6 separate regions of the Mus musculus genome follow, and regions 1, 3, 4, 5 and 6 are each linked to region 2. A link is a contact called in public ChIA-PET data. All regions are on one chromosome and are shown on one strand. The core of a region is the stretch at or near the end of the contact, and the rest is flanking DNA. Distances in the headings are between cores, read along the strand shown. Region 1 holds the start of Wnk1 (WNK lysine deficient protein kinase 1). Region 2 overlaps Wnt5b (wingless-type MMTV integration site family, member 5B). Region 3 has its middle 7.5 kb from the start of Tmem121b. Region 4 has its middle 10 kb from the start of Ninj2. Region 5 overlaps Ninj2 (ninjurin 2). Region 6 holds the start of Kdm5a (lysine (K)-specific demethylase 5A).

What was found. ChIA-PET counts read pairs in DNA pulled down with a chosen protein or histone mark.
Region 1: an RNA polymerase II ChIA-PET map of memory CD8 T cells shows a contact between it and region 2, with 22 read pairs. The contact joins the promoter of Wnk1 here to the enhancer-like site in region 2. A contact is called at or near these places in 2 of 39 promoter capture datasets (cranial neural crest and embryonic stem cells), 1 of 115 datasets of contacts at active chromatin or transcription factors (memory CD8 T cells) and 1 of 9 other capture datasets (adipose tissue).
Region 3: a contact with region 2 is called in an RNA polymerase II ChIA-PET map of memory CD8 T cells, with 6 read pairs. The contact joins two enhancer-like sites. A contact is called at or near these places in 1 of 39 promoter capture datasets (liver) and 1 of 115 datasets of contacts at active chromatin or transcription factors (memory CD8 T cells).
Region 4: an RNA polymerase II ChIA-PET map of memory CD8 T cells shows a contact between it and region 2, with 5 read pairs. The contact joins two enhancer-like sites. A contact is called at or near these places in 2 of 39 promoter capture datasets (hippocampal neurons and liver) and 1 of 115 datasets of contacts at active chromatin or transcription factors (memory CD8 T cells).
Region 5: an RNA polymerase II ChIA-PET map of memory CD8 T cells shows a contact between it and region 2, with 14 read pairs. The contact joins two enhancer-like sites. A contact is called at or near these places in 3 of 15 datasets of contacts at CTCF or cohesin (embryonic stem cells, large pre-B cells and pro-B cells) and 8 of 115 datasets of contacts at active chromatin or transcription factors (astrocytes, cardiomyocytes, embryonic stem cells and 3 more).
Region 6: a contact with region 2 is called in an RNA polymerase II ChIA-PET map of memory CD8 T cells, with 10 read pairs. The contact joins the promoter of Kdm5a here to the enhancer-like site in region 2. A contact is called at or near these places in 1 of 39 promoter capture datasets (neural stem cells), 8 of 115 datasets of contacts at active chromatin or transcription factors (the 230-238 cell line, acute myeloid leukemia, astrocytes and 4 more) and 2 of 9 other capture datasets (embryonic tail and pancreatic islet).

What each region holds. Positions count from the first base shown.
Region 1 is chr6:120,036,987-120,040,436 of GRCm38.p6, reverse strand. It overlaps Wnk1 (WNK lysine deficient protein kinase 1), which reads left to right and starts at 1,782. Exons shown (of 28, transcript NM_001199084.1): 1 at 1,782-3,450. The coding sequence starts at 2,805.
Region 2 is chr6:119,520,170-119,523,665 of GRCm38.p6, reverse strand. All of the region lies in intron 1 of Wnt5b (wingless-type MMTV integration site family, member 5B), which reads left to right. Gm30690 (a long non-coding RNA gene) reads right to left here. Exons shown (of 3, transcript XR_869405.2): 1 at 2,809-3,496; 2 at 1,788-1,903; 3 at 1-1,356. Among named protein-coding and RNA genes, the nearest start is that of Gm30690, 3.9 kb to the right of the region's middle. Within about 2 kb of position 1,480, at least 81 of the 459 cell types and tissues checked have an H3K27ac peak or open chromatin away from gene starts, as enhancers often do. A contact at or near this core is called in the 230-238 cell line, memory CD8 T cells and pro-B cells, where this site is marked.
Region 3 is chr6:120,484,724-120,488,102 of GRCm38.p6, reverse strand. No RefSeq gene overlaps it. Among named protein-coding and RNA genes, the nearest start is that of Tmem121b, 7.5 kb to the left of the region's middle. Within about 2 kb of position 1,917, at least 81 of the 459 cell types and tissues checked have an H3K27ac peak or open chromatin away from gene starts, as enhancers often do. A contact at or near this core is called in memory CD8 T cells, where this site is marked.
Region 4 is chr6:120,081,554-120,085,225 of GRCm38.p6, reverse strand. No RefSeq gene overlaps it. Among named protein-coding and RNA genes, the nearest start is that of Ninj2, 10 kb to the left of the region's middle. Within about 2 kb of position 2,070, at least 143 of the 459 cell types and tissues checked have an H3K27ac peak or open chromatin away from gene starts, as enhancers often do. A contact at or near this core is called in memory CD8 T cells, where this site is marked.
Region 5 is chr6:120,185,604-120,189,288 of GRCm38.p6, reverse strand. All of the region lies in intron 1 of Ninj2 (ninjurin 2), which reads right to left. Among named protein-coding and RNA genes, the nearest start is that of Gm25327, 44 kb to the right of the region's middle. Within about 2 kb of position 1,533, at least 189 of the 459 cell types and tissues checked have an H3K27ac peak or open chromatin away from gene starts, as enhancers often do. A contact at or near this core is called in memory CD8 T cells and pro-B cells, where this site is marked.
Region 6 is chr6:120,362,634-120,366,024 of GRCm38.p6, reverse strand. It overlaps Kdm5a (lysine (K)-specific demethylase 5A), which reads right to left and starts at 1,926. Exons shown (of 28, transcript NM_145997.2): 1 at 1,247-1,926. The coding sequence starts at 1,411. It also overlaps a transcript of Ccdc77 not described here.

The DNA.
Region 1 (3,450 bases), core at 533-3,032, 520 kb before region 2:
TGAGAAAATTATAATCAACAGTCTTAAGAAGTACAAGAAAAATGCACTTCATAGTTACTTCTTCATTTGCTGACATTAGATTTATCACTGGAGATAAACCACTAATTAAATGTACTAAAACAGACTTACCATTAATAAAGTGAACTAATGATTTTCTAAAACAGTAGAGCACTAATATTTCAGTATTCTTCCTGCCCCTTCTGCACTTGTATTTCAAACTGTTCACAACCTGCCTTCTTTATTAAATCTAACAGCCATAGGGTTCAAACAAACACTAAAACTTACATGGTAGATTTCGGCAAGAAAAAAAAAAAGGAAACGTGCTGACTTCTTTTTAAACGTTTCTGATAAGTTAATATTAATTGTATAGCAAGACTTCTCTATGCGAAGTTTATCTAGATACACTGAGTCAAGGAATCTTCCGTTTAGCCGCTTCCAAATCACTCAGAGATCCTCTCATATAGTCTTGGACAAGGAAAACGCGCTTCAGAGCTCGCTCCAGTCCTGGGCTGCGACTGCAGCGTATTCACGCTCGGGTGCGGTTGCGTACGTTTAAGCGCTTCCCGCTCTCACCGGTTGGGTTAAGACTTGTAACTGCCATCTGGCTCATAAATTTGGTTTCCTACTCTGTCTGGTGCCCCCTGGTGCTCATCACAACTATAATCTTACGTAGTAGCAAAGGTGGTCCAGGAAGCACTAAAGATATTTTGAAGAGAAGAATTCCATTACTGTAAACTGCACGGATCTAGGTTTCCGGAGATCCGCGCCTTGGTATAAATTACATATGTGTACATATGCAAGTGTAGTACAGAAAGGGGATGTTTTACTGAGCCACCGAGGCAGGGTATAAGAAAACAAAAGGAAAATAATTTTTACTCAAATATAGAGGCAAAAGTCAACTATGTCCTCTCAAGTTTGTAATCAAAGATTAAAGATGTAGAATATCTTCGAACTCGACCTCCTCCCATGCTTGTCACCCGCCTCTCCCCGCCCCCTACACCTCCCGTTCCCGTTAAGTTTCCGGCAAAGCAAAGAGGTTCGCTCTGATCCTGGGTTTTATTTAGTAGGCAGCCCATCTTTGCAGCCAAAGTACTTGTTTGGAAACTGGAGATGAGCATGCGGCTTTAGTTGTTGTGAAGAAGAGAAGGATGGAATATATTTTGTTTACCCTCACCCATCTAATCAACAGTGATGGTATGTGCACTCTTCACAAAGTTTTCTGGGAGTCTTCGAATTCAGGCTCAGGTTATTCAGCTTTACCTCCTTCTCCACTCCCACACCCCTAGTCACAACACTAAGGAGGCTCTCCATTAAAGACGAACAACATCATTTTTCATTGCATGGCAGCTCTACGAGCTATCTAAGCAGAACATGACGGAAGTCTCTCATTCTCTCCTTTCTTTTCTTCTCCTTTCTTCTCTTCTTTTGCAATTGATTCCTAAATAATGATTTTGATAGCGAGCACTGAGTTTGGAACGGAATTGAGCGACCCACGATGACGCTCCCATCAGGCTTTCAGATGGGGCGGTTTTCAAAAAAAGGAACTACAATTCCCAGGAGGCACCAGGCTAGAGCAATCGCAGGGCATCACGGAAGTAGTAGGCGCGTTCCTCCCGGGTTCCTTTCACGGTTTTCACCGCGAAACTACAAATCCCATCGTGCCTCGAGCTCGGCACGCCTGCGCGAGAGCCCCCCGAGCGCGATGTGGGCGGGGCCGCCCCGGGCGGCGGGGGGCGGGGTCCAAGCGGGCTGTGTGGAGGCTTCAGACATCGGCGCCATTTAAAGCGGAGAGTTTTCCCGGGCGGACGCGCTCCTTCTGCTCGGCTATTCCGTACTCCCTTCTTCGCTGACAGAAGGCGCCTAGTGGGGTGACTGCTCTTTTTCTCTCCCTCTCCCCCTCCTCCCAGTTCTTTCGGTCTCCTCTCCTCCTGGCCAGAGAAGTAGCGGAGCCCGGGCCCCGCGGTGAGCGGCCCTCCCCTCCCCACAGTTCCCTCCCTCCTCTGCCCCCGGCGCCGGCCAGAGAGGGGAAGAGGTTCGCCAGGCCCGGGGCGGGCGGGGAGGCCTCGGGGACGGGGGGGGCCGCTCCTCAGGCTTCGAGGCTTCGAGGCTTCGGCCCTCAGCATCTAGTGATGGGCGCCCTCTGAGACTGGTCCCCTCTCCGGGGCGCGTGCTGCCTGAGGCGGCGGCCGAGCGAGCGAGCGAGCGAGCGAGCGACCGGGAACCCGGGCCGCGGCCCTCCTTCCCCTGCGCGGCCCCTCCCACTCCTGTGCCCCGGGCTGCCACCGCCCGGCGTCGGGGCTCGTCCCTCGCGCGCTGTGCCTCCGCCCTCAGGGCCTATCCCGCCGTGCTCGGCGGGCGGGCGGCGACGGCGGCAGCGGCAGCGGAGGGAGCTTAGCCGTCTTCACTTGGGTCGCATCCTCTCGCCCAGGAGCCAATTCCGCGCCCTGCTCCTCATGACTGCGGCGCTTCTGCTGCCCCAGCCCTACCGGCCTCCGCTCGCTGCAGGATGGATGCGGACTGTGCGGCGCTAACCCCCGTGGCTCCGCTCCCTCCTAGCCCGCCGACGAGCCCGCCCCGTGAGCCGCAGCAGCTTCGGTGCCAGCAGCAGCAGCCGCCGCAGCAGCCGGACTCAGTGTCCCGCGTCGCCCTCGGGGCGCCTTGTCAGTGCTGAGTGGGAGTCGTCCGGTGGTTCGGAGCCCGCCGTAGGAGCGCTGCCCAGCACTTCTTGGTGGCTTCTCCGGGTCACCCTTTTCCCTTTTCATTCATAAATCCGAGCCCGCATTCTTCACTCCATCGGACCGACCATGTCTGACGGTGCCGCCGAGAAGCAAAGCGGCACTCCGGGCTTCCTTACGCCTCCGGCGCCCGTCCCCAAGAATGGCTCAAGCTCCGATTCTTCCGTGGGCGAGAAACTGGGGGCTACGGTCGCCGACTCGGGAGTTGGCAGGACGGAGGAATATCGGCGCCGCCGGCACACTATGGACAAGGACAGTCGTGGGGCGGCCGCCACCACCACCCCCACGGAGCACCGATTCTTCCGCCGAAGCGTCATCTGCGACTCCAATGCCACCGCGTTGGAGCTGCCGGGCCTCCCTCTCTCTATCCCGCAACCTAGTGTACCTGCAGTGGTGCCCCAGAGTGCTCCACCCGAACCTCACAGAGAGGAAACTTTGACCGCCACCGTTGCTTCCCAGGTGTCTCAGCAACCCTCGGCTGCTGCCTCCCCTGGGGAACAAGCCGTTGTAGGCTCGGCCACCACGACCGTCCCCAGCAGTACCAGCAAAGACCGCCCGGTGTCCCAGCCCAGCCTCGTGGGGAGCAAAGAGGAGCCACCGCCGTCCAGAAGTGGAAGTGGCAGTGGTGGCGCCAGCGCCAAAGAGGCGCAGGAGGATAGGAGCCAGCAACAGGATGATATCGAAGAGCTGGAGACCAAGGCAGTGGGAATGTCCA
Region 2 (3,496 bases), core at 231-2,730:
CCCTGAGGAAACGGGCCCCTCACCATGAATGAAGGCTCTTCCTGTGGCCCCACCTGAGCCTTTCTTGGTACCCAGAAATGTCTGTGACAGTCTCAGGCTTTGCCGCCTGCCACATGCTTTATACCTGACCGAGGCTTCCTGGTGTTGTCTGTCGCCTCATATGTTTTATTTTCCCGCATCCTATGTCGCTTCTCTCCCGACTATGGCCACCGCTGTGCTTCCCGGCTGACCCTTGACCACTGCCACCTGCTCGTCCCCTCTTGTGCCTGGCACTGGCCCATCGTCTTGTTAGGATGAATGTCAGCACATCTGTATCGCCCCACCCCCGTTATACTTTATTATTAGTCCCAGCTACATGACGTAGTCTTTGTTCACAAGGCAGCGGGTTTTAGGGCTGAAAAAGGCTGGGATCGTGTAATCCAGCTCGGTTCAACATTCAGCCCTCTCTTCAGGCTGGCAGGTATTTAGTGACTAATTACTAATTACTGTGATCAAAATGTTTGAGAAATGATGATTTCAGCCAAATTAAAGATACATTTTTTTTTTTTTTTTGCTTACCACAGAAGTTCGATGTATTCCTACACAATGTGAATCCCCCCCCCCCCCATACTTCTTAACTGTGGAGTCCTCTTTGCTCTAAGTGGTTGAGGCGATCCACTGCCAGGGTAGAGGTGGGTAAACTCTCCAGAGCTGAGGCTCTGATGCCACCCAAGTGGTTGTTGCTGCAGCAGTCATGTTTGAGAGCCGTTGCCTCTGCAGCTGTGGTCTACTGCATAAGGAAAAGTGATCTGTACTTTCCCAACTGAGAAATAAGAATTGATACATAATCCAGAGAGGTCAGAGTCAGCGCGATACATAGACCCCAGGCATTGTAATACCAGCGCATCCTTGAGAGAGGATGTTCTATGTCCGTCCTGATTTTGTTCCTCTCCCCTCACCTCTCACACACCCCCGGCATCAGAGCCTCAGAGAACCATTTGCTTCCTTCTGAATGAGATGCCTGAATTAGCATGCTTGTGGCTGCCACCCATGGCCCGTAGCTGTGTGCAATGCCCTTTCGCACATGCAATCTTGTGACAGCATTCTACGATCCTGCCCCCACCCTCCATGACCACGTGGCAGGCTCCTCCAAGCTCCCAAGGATGCTCACACATATAACTTCATTCCTGTAGCTGTCTGGTGTAAACATGCTCGGGCTATGTAAAAAGAGCCCCTCTATTTATCAGCATGCCCAACGCAGGTCTGGGTGAATTTGTGTCAGATGAGCATACCTTCTCTGATGGAGCTGCCAGGCATGGAACCAGCACTGTGGGGAGTCTATGCAGATTCAGGACAGTCAGCCTTTGAGGAGGGACTCTGAAGAAACCACAGATTGACAGTGAGAAAGAAAACTCTGCCAGTTGCTGGGGGGCAGGGCAGTGAGGAGTACAGAGGCCCAACAGGGAAAAGATGCAGGAAACCCGTGGGGAGTGTTGGGGGAGACTCTGAGCAGAGGCTCAAAGGAGAGGGCCATCTCACAGGAAACCACTGGCAGGAAGGTGTACGGGGTGTGCAGGGAGGTCCTGGCAGGCTGAGTCATGGTGCCCATCTGGCTTGCAGCTGCCCAGGATGCTGGAACTACACCTTCACTCAGATGCCGATGCCAGTCACTGGCTGCCTTGCAAACACCTAAATGAGCCCTTGCCTGAGCCACTGCCTAGAGAATACACTCATTTAAACCCAGCCACCCCTCTGCAGCCAAAGGACTTGGGATGTGATGAGCCATGACTGGTCATCCTGATACAGACCTGGGGCGCCGAGAGGCTCTGGAGGCAGTGTAGAGTGGGTTCCAACTCTGCTCCATCCTGACTAACGTGCTGGGCATGCCACCAACCCTGCTAAGTTCCACTTTGCCATCTGTTACCTAGAAAGAAGAGAATTTCACACAGCAGCCTGAAGGGTGTAAAATGAATCTAAAACATTTTCCTGCTGGCAATGCTGCACCAGAGTGGCTCTCTGAGAGAGAGAGAGAGGGAGGGAGAGAGAGAGAGAGAGAATATGTTATGTTTCCCTGGTTGCAGTCTGAGTGTGTTCTGTTCCTAGAGGGCTGTGGTAGGTGATGCTGCACTTAGCCACAGGAGGGGGCTCCTGGTAATGAATATCATTTCCCAAACACAAGGAAGATTATGTCTGCTTCATTGTTTCACACTGCAGGGTAAAATCCCATTACCTTCAATATAACTATTAAACAGGGACTGAAAGCCAAGGGAAGGGTTACATGCCTACAATTCCAGCACTCAGGAGGATGAAGAGTTCAGGGCCAGCCTGGGCTACATAACAAGAGCTGCTAGAACCAAGCCCATTAAAATCAGGAACAAGATAAGGCTGTCCACGATCCCCACCTTTCTTCGAGATGGTGCTTGAAGCACTAGATAAAGCAGTAAGATAAGAAAAGGAAACTAAACAGATACAAATAGAAGTCAAATTATCCATATTTGAAATTGATATGACAGAATACATAAGAGACTCCCAAAATTCTACTAGAAAACTTCTAGAAAAGAGCAGTGATTTCAGTGGCAGGCTACAAAGTCAACCTTCGAGCTCTTTTATAAGGGGATAAATTTCATTCAAAAAAAAAAAAAGCAGAGCGCTCGTGACTTAGTCTGCTGCATGTAGTTTTTTTAAAACACACTATTGTCTTTGTCTGTGACCTCAGCCTGCACTCTGACCTCTCCCGGTTCCCTTTGCTCCATCCAGCTTAGCCCAGGATCCATCACAACCATCCCCCAGCCCGGGAGAGCCAGAAGCTGAAGCTGAAGCTCAGCTTACGGTTTGTTCCTCCCAGCTTCCTTCGCCAGGCTGCCAGCTGCCTCGACCCTAGAGCTGCTGCCTGCACCCAGGTCCCTCCCGGTCCTCTTTTGTTCCTCCTGGCTAGCCTCATCAAGTTGGCATCACCGACCCAACTTCTATCTTTACCCACCTTTGCTCTGAGGAATGAAAAACACTCAGGCAGCTTTATTATTTTAGAACTTGCCAGATAGCACAATTGCTGGGTGCAGAATCTCTTGTTCTAATCTTAGCTGCTAGCCTATATCAGCCAGTCTTTGTCGACCTCTTTGGCTATCCGCCAGTGGCGGAGGCCACCAGTTCTAGCTTCCCCAAGGTCTTATATGGTTGCTTCATGCTTCTTCCAAGGCCTGGTTGAAAAGCCCCTTCTGTTTCCCTGGGACCCAGAAGTCCTACCTCTACCTTCGCCCAGCAATTGGCTCCCACCTTTATTGACCAAATCAAGAACCAATTAAAGAACCAGACTTTAGTATCAGCACCTCCTCCTATACTTCACCTTTTCTGTCCAATAAAAAGTAAAAACAACAACAACAAAAACCTCTTCTCCCAGATATAAATTGAACAAAACTGTAAAAACTAAGTAAATTATATAGTACCAGGAACAAAGGACATTTAGTCTACCAATTTGTCAATTAGACAAAGTATTCTACCGTATTTCCTAACTGAAAGA
Region 3 (3,379 bases), core at 668-3,167, 960 kb before region 2:
AACACTGACTGTTCTTCCAGAGGTCATGAGTTCAATTCCCAGCAACCACATGGTGACTCACAACCATCCGTAATGAGATCTGACTCCTTCTTCTGGTGTCTCTGAAAAAAGCAACAGCGTACTTACATACATTAAATAAATAAATAAATAAATAAATAAATAAATGTTTTGAGAGAGAGAGAGAGCAATGCACGCACACAGAAAAGAGAATGAAAAGAAGGGGAAGATAAAGGAGGGGTGCACACCTTTGATCCCAGCACTCAGGAGCAAAGAGGCAGGTGGATTTCTCTGAGTTCAAGGCTAGCTTGGTCTACAGATCAAGTTCCAGGACAGTCAGAGTTACACAGAGAAACCCTGTTTCAAAAACCAAAACAAAGAATGGAATGCAGTGGGCAAACAAGATGGTTCTGAGAGTAAAGGCGCTTGCCACTGAGCTGGGCCCCCTCGGGATGGAAGGAGCTGTGTCCCATGGATGTTTACGACCACCCTGGTGCGTGCACGTGCCCTTCCTCACACCACACATAAAATAAATACACAAATAAATAAAGGTAAGAACACTTTTTTAATTAAATGAGGTGTATATACCAAAATGTTTTGGTTTGTTTTTTCTCAAGCCCGTGTGATAAATCTCACAAGCCAAAATGTATATATACAGAAAACAACTCCAGGACAATGTAGCAGCACGCTTTCATTTCTTCCTAAGTCTGTCCAGGCCTGTTATACATATTTAGACACATCTTCCAGGTAAGCCAGCAGTGCCTGTTGGCTCTGGTCAGCTGGAGTTCCTCAGAGACACCCGAGAAAACTGGAGGAGATCTCTGGAGGACTGGTTTAGTGTAGGGACAGGGAGGCTGCCCCGGGGTAAATGGTGGTGGTGCAGTACTGCTGACAAGGAAGAGGACAAAATCACACCCTGGGGCACCAGACCAAGGTGCAGAGCCGCTGGCTCATTCCTCAACAGTCACCTGTCGGTGGCTGCAGCTCCTTTTCCTGAAGCACTGGGGGATAAGAAGCTACTGAAGCCACCTGCAGCCACTCTAAGCCACCTTCTGTCACCTCTTAGAGCTTCACTTCACAGGAGCCTTCAGATGTCAGCTGCTCAGTGGGGTCAACATTCCCTGTGTTTAAGCTCAATTGTAGCTGAAAGCAAAACTGACTTTCACTTTCTAAGCTGGTTTCGTGGAAGAAAAGGTTAACCAATGGAAGCATCTTGCCAAGGTGTGGTCACGCCCTTCTCAGACCACGGTTACATCACTTTCTCCAGTCTGAGATGAAGGATCCACCTCCTACTAAGGTGCCCATAACCCAAGGGTGATCCTATAGGAAAAGTATCCAGGTGAGGAGTGGACAGGGCAGGCTCGACAAGACCTTAACTCATCCGTAAGCAAAGAAACAGAGGATGCCAAGTTCCAGTAACAGACAAAGGCTCTCTCCATGCAGTGACCACCCACCTTCACTGTTCAAAATGGACAGGGCTGGCATGGGGACCTGGTGCCAGCAGAGGCCACAATTGAGAGAGCTGGAGGAAGAGCAGGACCAAGTAGATGGCCCTGGGAGCCACTTGGGGATGGGGTGATGTGACAGCCAGGAGCATGCTACCCTGCCAGCTCCTTGTGTTAGCCTCCAGAATAGAATCTTCCGTAACACGCTCTAGTGTGCTGCCCTGTGGCTACGTTCCCACAATGATATATTCACTTGGTGTGAGCCAATCCTGCGCAGAGATAGCTTTGATAATCTCAGAAAGCAAACACTAGAGGGAGAGGGCAGGAAGCAGCAGAAGAAGAGGCTGAGCAGTGCCTGAGGACACACAAGCTGCTCAAGCCCAGAACCAGGTCAGAGGCTCCGACTGAGGGAGGAAGCCGCTGGGCCTGTGGGGAGAGGCAGCAGTGTGATGGAGGAGCCACAGAGGGACCCGGTTGTGGTTAAAATGTTCCAGCACTTCCTGGGTGTGGAGAAGTCAGCTCCTCTCATGTGAACTTCACCCGTCCCTTACAGACAGCTATGAGGTAGGAACTAATGTGGTGCCCTTTTTAGAGAGAGCAACCTGGAGCCTGGGAAAGTTGTTGATCTAAAGCTGCTCAGCTTCTGAACAGGGCCGGGATGCTCTTTGTAAGGAACTTTCTGTCTAACACGTCTGACTTGTGAGACGCAAGTCCTGAATTTCAGTGCCAGCCTTGCACTGACTGTGCCAAAGAGCTCTTGGGATGTTGCTCTCTTACACAGGCTGGAGCCTACAGTATCGCCTGGTGGCCCTTGGTGAGCAGGTCTCCTCTGGAGGCGCCAGGGTAGGGCAAAGCCTGCTCTTTCACTTATTTAGAATGGGAATCTAACTGCCCATTGCGTCTCCAGGATACCACCCTCCTCCTGAGTCCCTACTTTATTTTCAAGTTTTCTTGTCTTACTTCCGGGACTGGGGATGCAACCCAGGGTCTCAGGCTGAGCGAGCCATCTGTCACTGAGCCGCAGACCTTACCTGTTTCATTTTCACAGGTAAATAAAAACTAACCAAACCCACCTTCCTCTCCCATCACAGATGTCAGCTCCAATGCAGCTGGAAGCCTGGCTAAGGGACTTGCGTGTGAGCCTTCCGAAGCAGTGCCAAGAAACTAGATCTGGACTGAAACACTCTATCAAGTGACACCCAGGTCACCTCTAATTGTCCCTTACTCTTTCCTTGTTCATCCCCACCACCACACACACACACACACACACACACACACACACCTCATTTCTCAATTAGGCTCAAGACAGGAGAGTGCACTCAGGAGTTTGCCTAGAGATGCAGGGAAATGCCTGTCAGGAGTACAGGTCCCATGCCCCCTGGTCACGTGCTGACTGATGTGTTCTACTAAGCCTCACCCTGCAACTTTCTAGGAGATAGGCAAAGAGCCAAGAAAGCAGCACATGGTGGCAGCGGCTGGCTTCTGGTGGTGGTGGTGGGGGGTGTGTGTGTGTAAATAAGATCTTAAACGACTTGTGTGTGTGAGTGGTTTGCCTTCATGTATGTATGTGCACTGTGTGCATGGGTATGCCTGGTGCCTGAAGAGGCCAAAAGAGCACACTGGATCCCCTGGAATTGGAGTTAGAGGCGGTTGTGAGCTGCCATGTGGGTGCTGAATACTGAGCCTGGGTCCTCTGAGAAAGCAGCAAGTGCTCTTCCGCCATCTTTTTCTGTTTTTTCCTGAGGCACATGTGTGCTAGACAAGTACTCTATTGCTGAGCCACACCTAGTCTCCCAAACAGGGGTCCTCTCATTCCTAGTTACTGGCATGTGTGCCTACATACTCAGTGTCATGTGTGTGTGCCAGCCATGAAATCTGTGTTGAGATCAGACTCTCTCCTTCCAGGCAGGCCCTGGGGATTGAACTTAGGACATCAA
Region 4 (3,672 bases), core at 821-3,320, 560 kb before region 2:
CACGTGGTTGCTGCGAACTGATGGGAACTGAACCCAGATCCTCTCTGCAAGAGCAACAAGTGCCCTGAACCATAGAATCATCTTTCTATCACTCAGAAGAGGACTTTTAAGATCAACAATTCTGAGCAGAGAATAGAAACCAGAGATTGGAGACCAGACAAAAAACAAAACTCCTCAAAGAGTCCTTGTCTAACCTTCTGGCAATCAATAGTAGTTTATTGGTTATGGTAGAATTGCTTATTTATAAGCGTAGTTTCCTGGTTGCACTTTTCTCATGTGCATGTATTGTCTGTACATGTAAGTAACCATGCCTGTAACAACTCCTTGAATAGTCTCTGGGGACTTTGTGGGTACTTGATTTCCTTTGGCCTTCACCAAGTTATTAATTATCTAGTTCACAGTTGAGGAGTCTAAATGCAGACAGAGCTGCCCAAGATCCTCACTGATGGGACCAGAGCTCACCTGAGACTTCTTCCCTCCAGTTCTCTTCTCTTCCCTCCAAATGCTCCACCATGCTCCACCTTAACCTCCACATCTCAGCTCCAGCACACACACTGGGGCAGGCACACGTACGCAGTCGATACAGCTATGGTGGTGTTTAACAGGCTATCGATAGTAATAACTCACAGTCACCCAAGGAAGCAAGTCTACTTTTAACTCCTGGTCCTTCTGCCTGCTGGTGTGATTGTGGGCTGTGGAGGGAAGGGGAGAAGGGGGAGGGTTTCTCTGTTTGCTCTTTGTATTTGGCAGTACTGTGGATAAACCTAAGGCTTTGTACCTGTTGGACATATCCCGAGTTTCAGCTGTTGGTCTAAAGATTTTGTTTTCTAGAGCAGAAAGTTCAAAGTTCTCATAATATCCCTCCTTCTGGTCTTCCACACTCCTCTACTTCCGTGTCCTTCATAGCATGGTCCTGGAAACCTGGCTTAGGTGGATGTCAGAATGCAAAACAGACACACAGATGGGTACAGAGAAGCTGGGATGGGGTGGGCTATGCTTGCTTAGTGGAGTGCACACACTACCCAACACTGGGAAATTCATCTCTTTTACTGTGTACAGCACAGGAAGACAGGAGTTTCAGAGCGACTGTAGTCATCTCGGAAGGCAGAAGCTGCCGGTTGTTAAGGTTTGTACATGCTGATCAAATCGTTAGTAGGCCAATCATGTACTTGGACCAGAATTTGCTGTGTCTCTGAGCCTCGCCAGGGGAAAGCTTTGCCGTACCCACGGGTCTGAGGTTGGGGGCCTTTACATGGCAGTGCCCATTAAGGCTTTCCTCTGCTCCCTACACTCAGTTATCAGAATCCCGCACCAGCCAGGGTTGTTCGTTTGTTTTCACTGGAGTCATTACCACCGCTCAGTCTATAGCAAGCATGAGGGTTTCCTCTTGGGATTGTACTTGCCCTGGGGTTTTGTTATTACTTTATATGGGTTTGGGTTTTCCTGCTAGAGACTGAGCCCGGAGCCTTGCATACACTCATATGTTAACATATGCTCTAGCACCAATTGGTACCCCAGACTCCTTCCGGTGGCTTCTGATTAGCTGAGGATCAAACCTAGGCCCTTGAGCAGGCTTTCAGGGAGCCGCCCTCCAGGCCTTGGGCGTGGTTTTACATTTGTTACTTTACCTGGGTTCCTCAAATCCCTGCTGCACTGTGAATTGCAGAATCTACCAACTGCAAAGCAGCCGCAAGGTTCCTTGTCCCCTCACACTCTGTCTTTGGACACGTTTCCAGGGGGTAGCTGAAGAAAATAAAGGGGCAGAGAATTTTTTTTTTTTTTTAAATTTGTGAACAGCTCCAGGACAAAGATTTTTGTGTCTCATGTTCCTCTGACAACCAGTTCCTGCCCCACCCCCACCACAGTTCTCAAATTTACAGTGGCACTGTGACATTGATGTCACTAGTGCACATGGAACAGTAAGAACTTACTGGAGGACCCATGAGAACAGGGTTTTGATTTTGGAAGCTCCCCTAGCAGTGAGCCTCAGCTGAAGAGTATACGTAACTGATCCCCGGCTTTGAAGGAACACTTCCTTCTTCACAGAACAGTCAGAGTTCCCAGACAAAACTGATGCTCAGAAGATTCGTGTTATAAAAACTACTGGTAACTAACGCAGACCAGGGTGATCAGGGTACGAAATGGAAGTGTGGTTTCCTGAACTTCGTCACAAAGCCACTGATAGTCACGTGATCTTCCGTGAGTCATTTCCTATCTGGTACCTTGGTTTCATTCATCTGCAAAATGTGGAGAGAATTTTCTAAATGTTCATGTAGTCACTTTTTTTTTTCCTGATCAGAAAAGTAATATATGGCCATTATTTAAACAACAGCAACAACAACAAAACAGAATATAGTCAGCTGGTGGTGACCCACTACTTTAATCTCACTACTCAGGAGGCAGAGGCAGGTGGGTCTCTATGAGTTCAAGGCCAACCTGGTCTACAGAGTGAGTTCTAGGACAGCCAGGCTACACAGAGAAAAATGAAAAAAGAGAGGGGGGAGGAACCACACCTTCAGCCATGTGCAGAGCCTCCCATACACACAACACAGACAAACAACTCCTGAGGCTGGCTCTTCATACCTGCTACTCAAAGCAGTAAGAGCACAGAGTGAAAGGCGTGTCTTTTAAGTCTATTACCTTGAGACAAATGTAACTCTTCCTCAACTCCCCCTCCCTACAGTCACAACTGGAGGTTGGAATTGAAGAAACTTAATTCTGAGTTCATTTCAGAAGCTCTCGATGGTGTTGACACTCACACCCTGGACATTCTGACTGCAAGTTCATACTTTTTACAGTGGAGTGCACTCACTACCCAACACTAGGAAATTCATTTCTTTTTCTGTGTACAGCACAGGAAGACGGGAGTTTCAGAGCGACTGTAGTCATCTTGGAAGGCGGAAGCTGCCAGTTGTTACTTTTATAACACAGTCCTCACTACCGGCCTCTTGATTTTTGTTTTGGTTTTTGTGTGTATGCAGCCTAGGCTGGCCTCAAACTCCATCTGTCCTGGAGAATGGCCTTGATGCTGAGGGTAAGGCGTCACTGCCAAGCTCTGCTTTCTTCCTGGCTCACACAACTCATGGAGACATTTCTTATACAACAATCTTCTCCATTTCATATTGTGTGTATCCTTTTCTACTTCCCTATGTCATTGAATACAAGAGGAAAATGGCGGCTGCGACAGGGTGGTCATAAGGTGAAAATACACTGAAATGAATTCCTGTGTGAGATTATAGTAAACAGAACACACAAATAAACCAAGGCAGGAATGGATGGTTATGCACATCTGGTAAGGGCTCAGCTGGCATCTGAAACCACAATCTGTATCTTCTGCTGATAAGTGGGATGTAAGCATCTCACATGTGCTACTCTGGGTGTCTCTCGACCTGTGCAGCTAGGAAGGTTTTTGCTGGATTCCAGGCCACGCAGAACCTGGCTGAGCCAACACCTCACTCCATCACACCCCTCCCTTGCTCTTGGGATGATGCATCTCTCAACTTCTGTACTTGGCCACTTCCTCCACCATCCTGCAAAAGCCTGCAGTTCCCCAGCCCTTTGAACTTGACTTTGAAAGGCACACAGTGGAGAAAGACACTTCTGCTTGTCTGTGCTCGGTTTCCTCTCTCACCTGAGCCAAGCATTTGCCTTCTTGACTCTGAGTCCCTATCA
Region 5 (3,685 bases), core at 284-2,783, 670 kb before region 2:
CTCTTCTGCTGTCTTCCCTGCCCCTTTGGACACGGTCTCACTGCATAGCCCAGCTGGTCTTGAACTTAAGCTGTCTCCACCTTTAAGATCCTCTCTTGCATATTCTTGGGTTGCACAGTCCCCGAGCTCAGTCCCTTGCTAGTGTTTGGTGCTAGGATGCTGGAGAAGAAACTTAAGTGTCTCAAATACACACTGCTTTCCCACAAATTTATTAAAGAAAAGAGCTTTAGGGTGTGGCATCACTTCCGGGACAGGGGAGTGGCTTGGGACATCTGTTGGAAAACCTGCTCCACCCCTAAGGACTGTCTTTTTCTCTCCTGGACTGTAATCCTCACATAGGGCTGACAGGCCCGGTGCTGTCACTGTCTTCAGGCCAAAACCCACAAAAGGGCAGACTCCTGCGGCTCTCTGTTTGGGGCAGGCCCCATGCCGCCACTGTGCCGCCCTTGGCCTTCCATGCCAAGAGCAGCCGTCTTGCCCTTAAAAATCAACAGCCTCTAATCCGCGGTAGGGCGGGGTGTCTTTTGCGTGTTATTCTGGTGATAATCCCTGACTGTCCCTGAAAGCTCCTCCAGCCTTGGATTCAACCTCCCTGGGAGGCTCCAGCTCTTGCCCAAGGCCCCAGGACTGGGCCTGGACCGTGCAACATTAAAGATGAGGGGCGTGGCCTTCGGGGGGGCTGGGGGGAAGGGCTGCGGGACTGCGGTTGTCCCGCAGGGGAGGCCAGGAAACTGCTTAGAGAGGCTCAGGTTAGCTCAGCCCCTCCCCGGCAGGAATCTGAGTCTTCGGAAACCCAAGTGAGAATTACAGGCGACAATAGGGTTGGTCCTCCACTAGAGGAGGCAGAATGTGCAGAGAGGCTGCAAGGGAGGACCTGCGTGGGAGAGCGCGGCGGGGCCTGCTTACTCTTTGCGGAGAGCTCGCCCATCTCCCCTGCAAACAGAACTTGGCCAGTGGCCTTTAGGAAAGACTACTCAGAGTGCAGTTAACCGTGGATTTACCACACACAAACTGCCCAAGGATCTATCTGTTCCCCCCACCCCCCCACCCCCCAGTGCTCACCCAAGACCAGAGCACTTTCTGGGTCAGAACTTTGCTTGGAGGTTTTCAGCCCCATTTGGCACTTAGCTCTAGAGTCCACTTTGGCTCTAGAGTTTCCCCCAAAGCAAATATTCTCCAGGTCCACCCAGCCCACCTCCGCTGCCCCGCTGCCCCGTGGATCCTACTTTTAAGAGCCAAGTAAAAGAGTTAACACGGAAAGAGCAACAAAGACAATGCTGCCTGCCGAGCACAGCTCTGAAAATGGAACTAGTCCCAAATTTGTAAGTGAAGGAACCGAAGTTCCAAGAAATTGGCTGCCCAAAGGTCAGATCTGAAGGGCTGTGTGCCCATATGGAAGTCCTTAGGCCGGCGCTCTTTTTTTGAATATGGTTCTCAACGCGTGTGGATTTGATGTGGAAGCAGAAGCAGCGGGGAGCACACAGTAACGAAGGTGCTGGGTCAGAGGCGTGGCTTGGTGACAGACCACTTCCCTTTCACTCGTAGGCTGGATCCCCAACAGGGGCGGGGGATGGGTAGGCAGGTTCTCTGACTGAATCAGACAATCAGGAGAGATGCCCGGGCATGAGGACCACTGCCCTATCCATGGCTGCCCTGGAAGTCTCTTTCTGCGCGCCTCTGCTGGCCAGTTTCATGTTGATTTTGCCTTTTAATTCATTTAATAGCACCTCCCCCCCCCCTCTGCTCCCCGGAAACCAAGGGTCAGAACAGTTCAGTGAGGTTGCCAGGACCACCCAGCTTTTAAGTATTAGAGTTCCTGGGATCTGGGACCTGGGTCGCTAAGCCACTACACCCAGCTTTCACAAACCTCAAAAGGCCCACCCAGAATTATGGCTCACACCTTCAAACCCAGTACTTAGGAAGCTGGGGTAAGAGGCTTGTTTAAGGCTAGCCTGGGCTACGTAGGATGTTCCAGTTCAACCTGGGCTTCAAGAGTGAGAGATCTTGCCTCAAAAAAGAACCAAACAGACCCTCAAAGGACCAGTCTAAAGAATTTTAATGTAGTATTTCTAGGTTTTCCCACAGGAAAACCAATGAAACGAAGCCCAGATTTCATTTTATCCTGGCAGCCAGGATGGGTGGCAGCATCTCTCCCCTATACCCATTATAGGCACACCATTGCCTTGTCTCCGAGAGCCCGAGGCCCCTTTCTTTTCATCCTCGGCCACACCAGAGCTGAGGCGTCATGGGTGCTGAAGGGCTCTGCCACTTCAGTACATCTGAGCCACGGGATTTCTCCAAGCTGTAATGGAGAACCTGAATCCAGAGAGAAGTCTAAATGTAGAATAAAAAATAAACAAAGAAAGAAGGAAGAAAAGAAACAGAGAGAGAGAGAGAGAGATGCCTTTGTCTCCAAACAATGACAAACAAACCCAGAAGTTAGTTCTGAAGTTGAAAGTCAACATTGCACACCACGATGAGAGTGAGTGTGGCCTCCCCACTAGAGCATACATTTCAAAAGGCGAGAGTTCTTGTTTGGAATGTAATGCAATTAGAACAAGAAGTACTGACAGTTTCTGGCTGTAGTCCAGGTGAGAAGACCCCCAGCAGGCCATGGTATCTGTCAGCTAGATGGGAAAAGGGGAAGGTGCTGAATTTTCCACCCCATCCAGCCCGGAGAGAGCCTGCCAAGATGCCCGCCTATTCAGTCCAGTTCAACAAACCACATCTCCAGCTCCTTCTATCAGACGCAGACATCTAGGATGCAGTGAAGATCCCTGCCTGCCGTACAGTCCTGCCCTCCTAATCTCCTAAAACGGCAAGGGTTAGCAGGGAATAAAGTGTCTAAAGTGGGGAAGCCAGGAGATAAAATGACCCTTCATGCCACCCCAACGGCTGCTGCGGGGACTGTGGACTTTGTCTCCCTCGGTGCTGCAGCACCTCACCTGACAGGGCTAATGAACAAGTGAATGAACTCTGCATTCATTCAGAAAGGGCCTAGCAGACGGAAGAGGAGTTGTGTGCCAGACCCCCTTCAATGGAGCATCTTGCTTGCTGTACTGCAGTATCCTTGGTACTGGCCATAGATGAAATAGACTATAGAGGGAATAAACAAGAGAGGATTCAGGGAGCACAGAGTCCCCAGTGCTGGGGTGACGACAGTCCTGAGGGGCCCCCTTTGACTGACTTGCCAGCATGAGTCAGCAGGACTGTGCCCACCTGGGACCCTGACCCAGCCCAGGTGCTTTGCTCTCACCCAGCCCTCATTCCTTCCTCGCCCAGCTGGTGCAGCTGGAGACCTCACATGGCGGGTGCACCGCTCTCTCTTCAGTTCTCAGGCTTCCAGTGCCGCTGTGAGATGGGAGGACACAGTCACTGAGCCCAGCCTGCACTCAGCAGTGCCTCTGATAGCAGACAAAGCTGAAGGAAACCGAGGGGGAGCGAGCAAGCCAGCAATGGCAGAGTTCTCTGTGGAGCCAGGGAGGTCTGACTGGAGGGGGCTCTCCCTATCTCTGCTGGGTGACCTTGGAGCCCCCACAAAGCCTTGCTGCTTCTCTGCTTTTGATGTCTGGAAGGACCTTCCTCTGAAAGATTTCCTTCTCACCAGAAGTCAGTGTAGGCCTACTCTGGATTGAGCAAACCCCCCAACAAAATAGCTAAAATAGCTTCTTAACTAAGGTCAAGG
Region 6 (3,391 bases), core at 677-3,176, 840 kb before region 2:
GGACAAGGTTTTTCTCCCATGTTAGTGAGGATGGAAGCCTGGGCCTTGCAGCATTCTCCCACACCAACAACATTATTTGGAAAACACCTAATATTTTTTTTTTTTAAAAAAACAAAACCACCCTTTGACCTTGAGCATATAACTTAACCTCCGAGGGAATTAATTCCACTCATTACCGGGTATCATTTGCTTTCCTAACCTTAGAAAGTGAGGTTAATTAACCAATTTATAGGCAAACTTGATTATTTATAGTACAGTTTGGGAATCTTTGTCCCTTACTTTCTTATTTCTTACATATAGAGATTTCAACGTTTTCTTCCATCACCATTCATTGGCCAATTCTTTCTAAACCTCTACATTAAAAAAACAAAAACAAAAACAAAAAATTAATGCTCTTTATCTTTCTCAAGGATGCCTCCTTGTTGCAGTAATAATTAGCGTGGGGGTTCTAGTCTAGTGACATCACCCTGTAGACAACCTGAGTTCGGATTACTAAATTTAAGAAACCCGAGTAGTGGCCTGCAAAGGTTTGATAAACTGAACATCAGTAGGCTTGGACACAAAAACGGTCGACATTAGTGGGGTTTTTTTTAACACGCAAACAGAAAGATGGTGCGTGAGCTGATGACAGGACACTTCAAACGCCTTTCCCTAGGAAGGGCCTGAAGCCTTTTGTTATCCTTACCTCCAATCCACACTACAATATCCGTGCCCAATAAGTTCTGGGAAGGAAAAGGTCCCAGAGACACCTCTTTCTGTCTTTTGAAGGGGGACCTGAGAAGCGATGCGATGGCCCAGTCGTCAGGCCAAAGCCTGACAATCTTGAGTTCGAGCCCGGAGACCCACAACCCCCACAACGCAGGAAGAGAATCGACTCCTACAAAATGTCCTCTGACCCCTCCGCGAGCGCTCTCTCGCTCTCCTCCCCTCTCTCCCTCTCTCTGTCTGTCTGTCTCTCTGTCTGTCTGTCTCTCTCTCTCTCTCTCTCTCTCTCTCTCTCTCACACACACACACACACACACACACACACACTCACACGCGATCAAATAAAATGTCAAAGTGGACGTGAAACTGCGTTCAGAAACCAGGGCAAAAAACATCCTCAAAAGTGGCCTCGGGACACCAAGAGAGGAGGGAGGGGCCCCCGGAGAGCACGGAAGACCCCCAAAGAGGAAAGCCACGGGGAGGAGGAGGACCGTCCCGCCGCCCCAGCACGCCCCCCGTCCCCGCCCTCAGGCGACGCTACCTTGGGTGGCCGGATTTTGCAGATGCCCGTTTTCTCCGCAAAGGGCCGGATGCGCCCGATAAAACTCAGCGGGTCTGTGAACTCCTCCCAACTGGGCTCAAAGACCGGGCACTCGGGCGGTGGCACGAACTCCGCCGCGTAGCCCCCCGGGCCCACGGACGCCATGGTCACCAAAAAATAAAATAAAAAGCCAGGGGGGCCTGAGGTGCACAAGCGAGGAAAGGCTTGGCTGACGGCCACCAAAGCCCTCTCACGTCCCCGCACTGGGGCCGCAGCGCATCTTCTTAGGACGAGAACGAGTCCTCACAGGAGCGCCAGCCGCTCTCCCTCCGCTCGTTTGTTATTGTTTCCTTCAGGGCTTTTCCTCTCAGGGGCAGGACGCTCCCGGAAGTTAACGTGCTGCTAAATCAGTCCGCCACCGCAGGAAACAAAATCCCACCGCCGCCACGTCTAGTCGGGTCTTCTCTCCTCGCTCCCTTCCATGACGGCCGGCGGAGCTTTTTTGTTTTATTTTGGTTTTTTGTTTTCTCACAGCTTGCCTGTCAAAGTTCTGCGCCCTCCGTCCACCCCGGGTGCGCGGCCCCTCAAGGCGCCGCGACCTCTCTCGAGGAGAGGCGAGGGAAAAGCTACCCCGCAAGGTGGAACGCGCGCTTCCGGCGCGCGGAGGAATGTGTAATGCCTCGGAGAGCAGAGGTACTGCTTCCGGTAAGGGGCTTCCGGTTCCTCTTTGTGTCGGGGGTGGGGACACGAACGCAAGGTGGGCCCCTCCGTGGCTAGTCGGCCGGGTTTGTTCGTTCTCCGAGACCTGTTTTTAACATCGTTGTCTAGGTTTGGACAAGTGACGAACTCTTGGCCGAGTTTCCGCGTCTCCGTTTCCTTCTTTCGAATGCTAGTCTTGTACAACTCGTTTCGCTCGGTCGCCTTCGTACGGGTTTCTCGCTTCTCCGTGACCAATAGGTTTCAGCCCAATTCCGTCATTACATGGGCCGGCCTTCACCACCAGCTGCGACTTGCTTTTTCTCACGACACTGGGAACCTACCCATAGAGGGCCTGGCCTTGCTAGTCTAGCTGTTGGCAGCCATCCCGAAACCGTATTTGAGTAGTAAGCAGGGCCTGAAAACGCTTGCTTTGTAACCAACCCATTTCAGTTTGGTATGAAACTGGTCACCTTGTCAGAAACCTCTACTTGGAAGGCCGGGCATAGTTGCACACGCATAGAGTTCCGATCAGCAATGGCTGGTTTAAAAAAAAAAAAAGCCACGTTTCTGGTATACGGTCCTACAGTTCCTTTATGCGTCTAAGCCTGACTCTACAAGGTTGAAGGCAAGAACCGGCTCCAAAGTTATCCTGTGCCCTCCACATCCATATACCTTTATGGTGATGAAGGTAGATGCTTTAGGGGCAGTTCGAGCTGCATATGAATTTGAGGCCTGATTAGGCTACGGGAGACCTTGTAAGTAAGGAAAATCCCTGTGTGGTGGCTCAGGACTATAAACTCAATTCTGGGGAAGGAGATGTAGAAAGAGCACCATAAGGCCACATGGTACACTTATCGAGTTCCAGAATGGTCAAGAATACGGGGTAAGGGCCAGAACAGTGGCTCAGCTGTGAAGGGCACTTGCCACCAAGCTTGAAATCCTAAGTTTGATTCCTGGAACCCCATGGTTAAAGGAGAGAACTGAAAGCTGACCTCACCTTCACGCCAGGTCCACATACATTCATCTACAAATTCACACATTAAGTAATCAAAGGCTGGGGGGGTTGGAGTGGGGGGGTGGCTATCAGGTAAAACGCTGACTCATAAATAAAGGTTCTATTCTGCTAGTCAGGATCAGGAATGCAAGGAAATGGACTCAGGCTAGTTTGTTCAATTACTTTCTGTACTAGAAATTGAACCCAAGTCCTTGAACATATTAGGTAAATGTGTCCTGAGCTGTAACTCCAGTATAGTCTCCATTTCTTGCTTAAAGAAAAAAGGGAAAAAGTGATATACAGAGAAAAAATGGACATAGGAAGGTATGATGAATTATATACAATTACTAAAATATTTTATAACAAGACTTAGGTCATTTAGCATTTAATCTGAAAAAAAAAGAACTATGCACATCAAAAGAGAAATAGTAAAATTCAAAAGACTGTTTTAA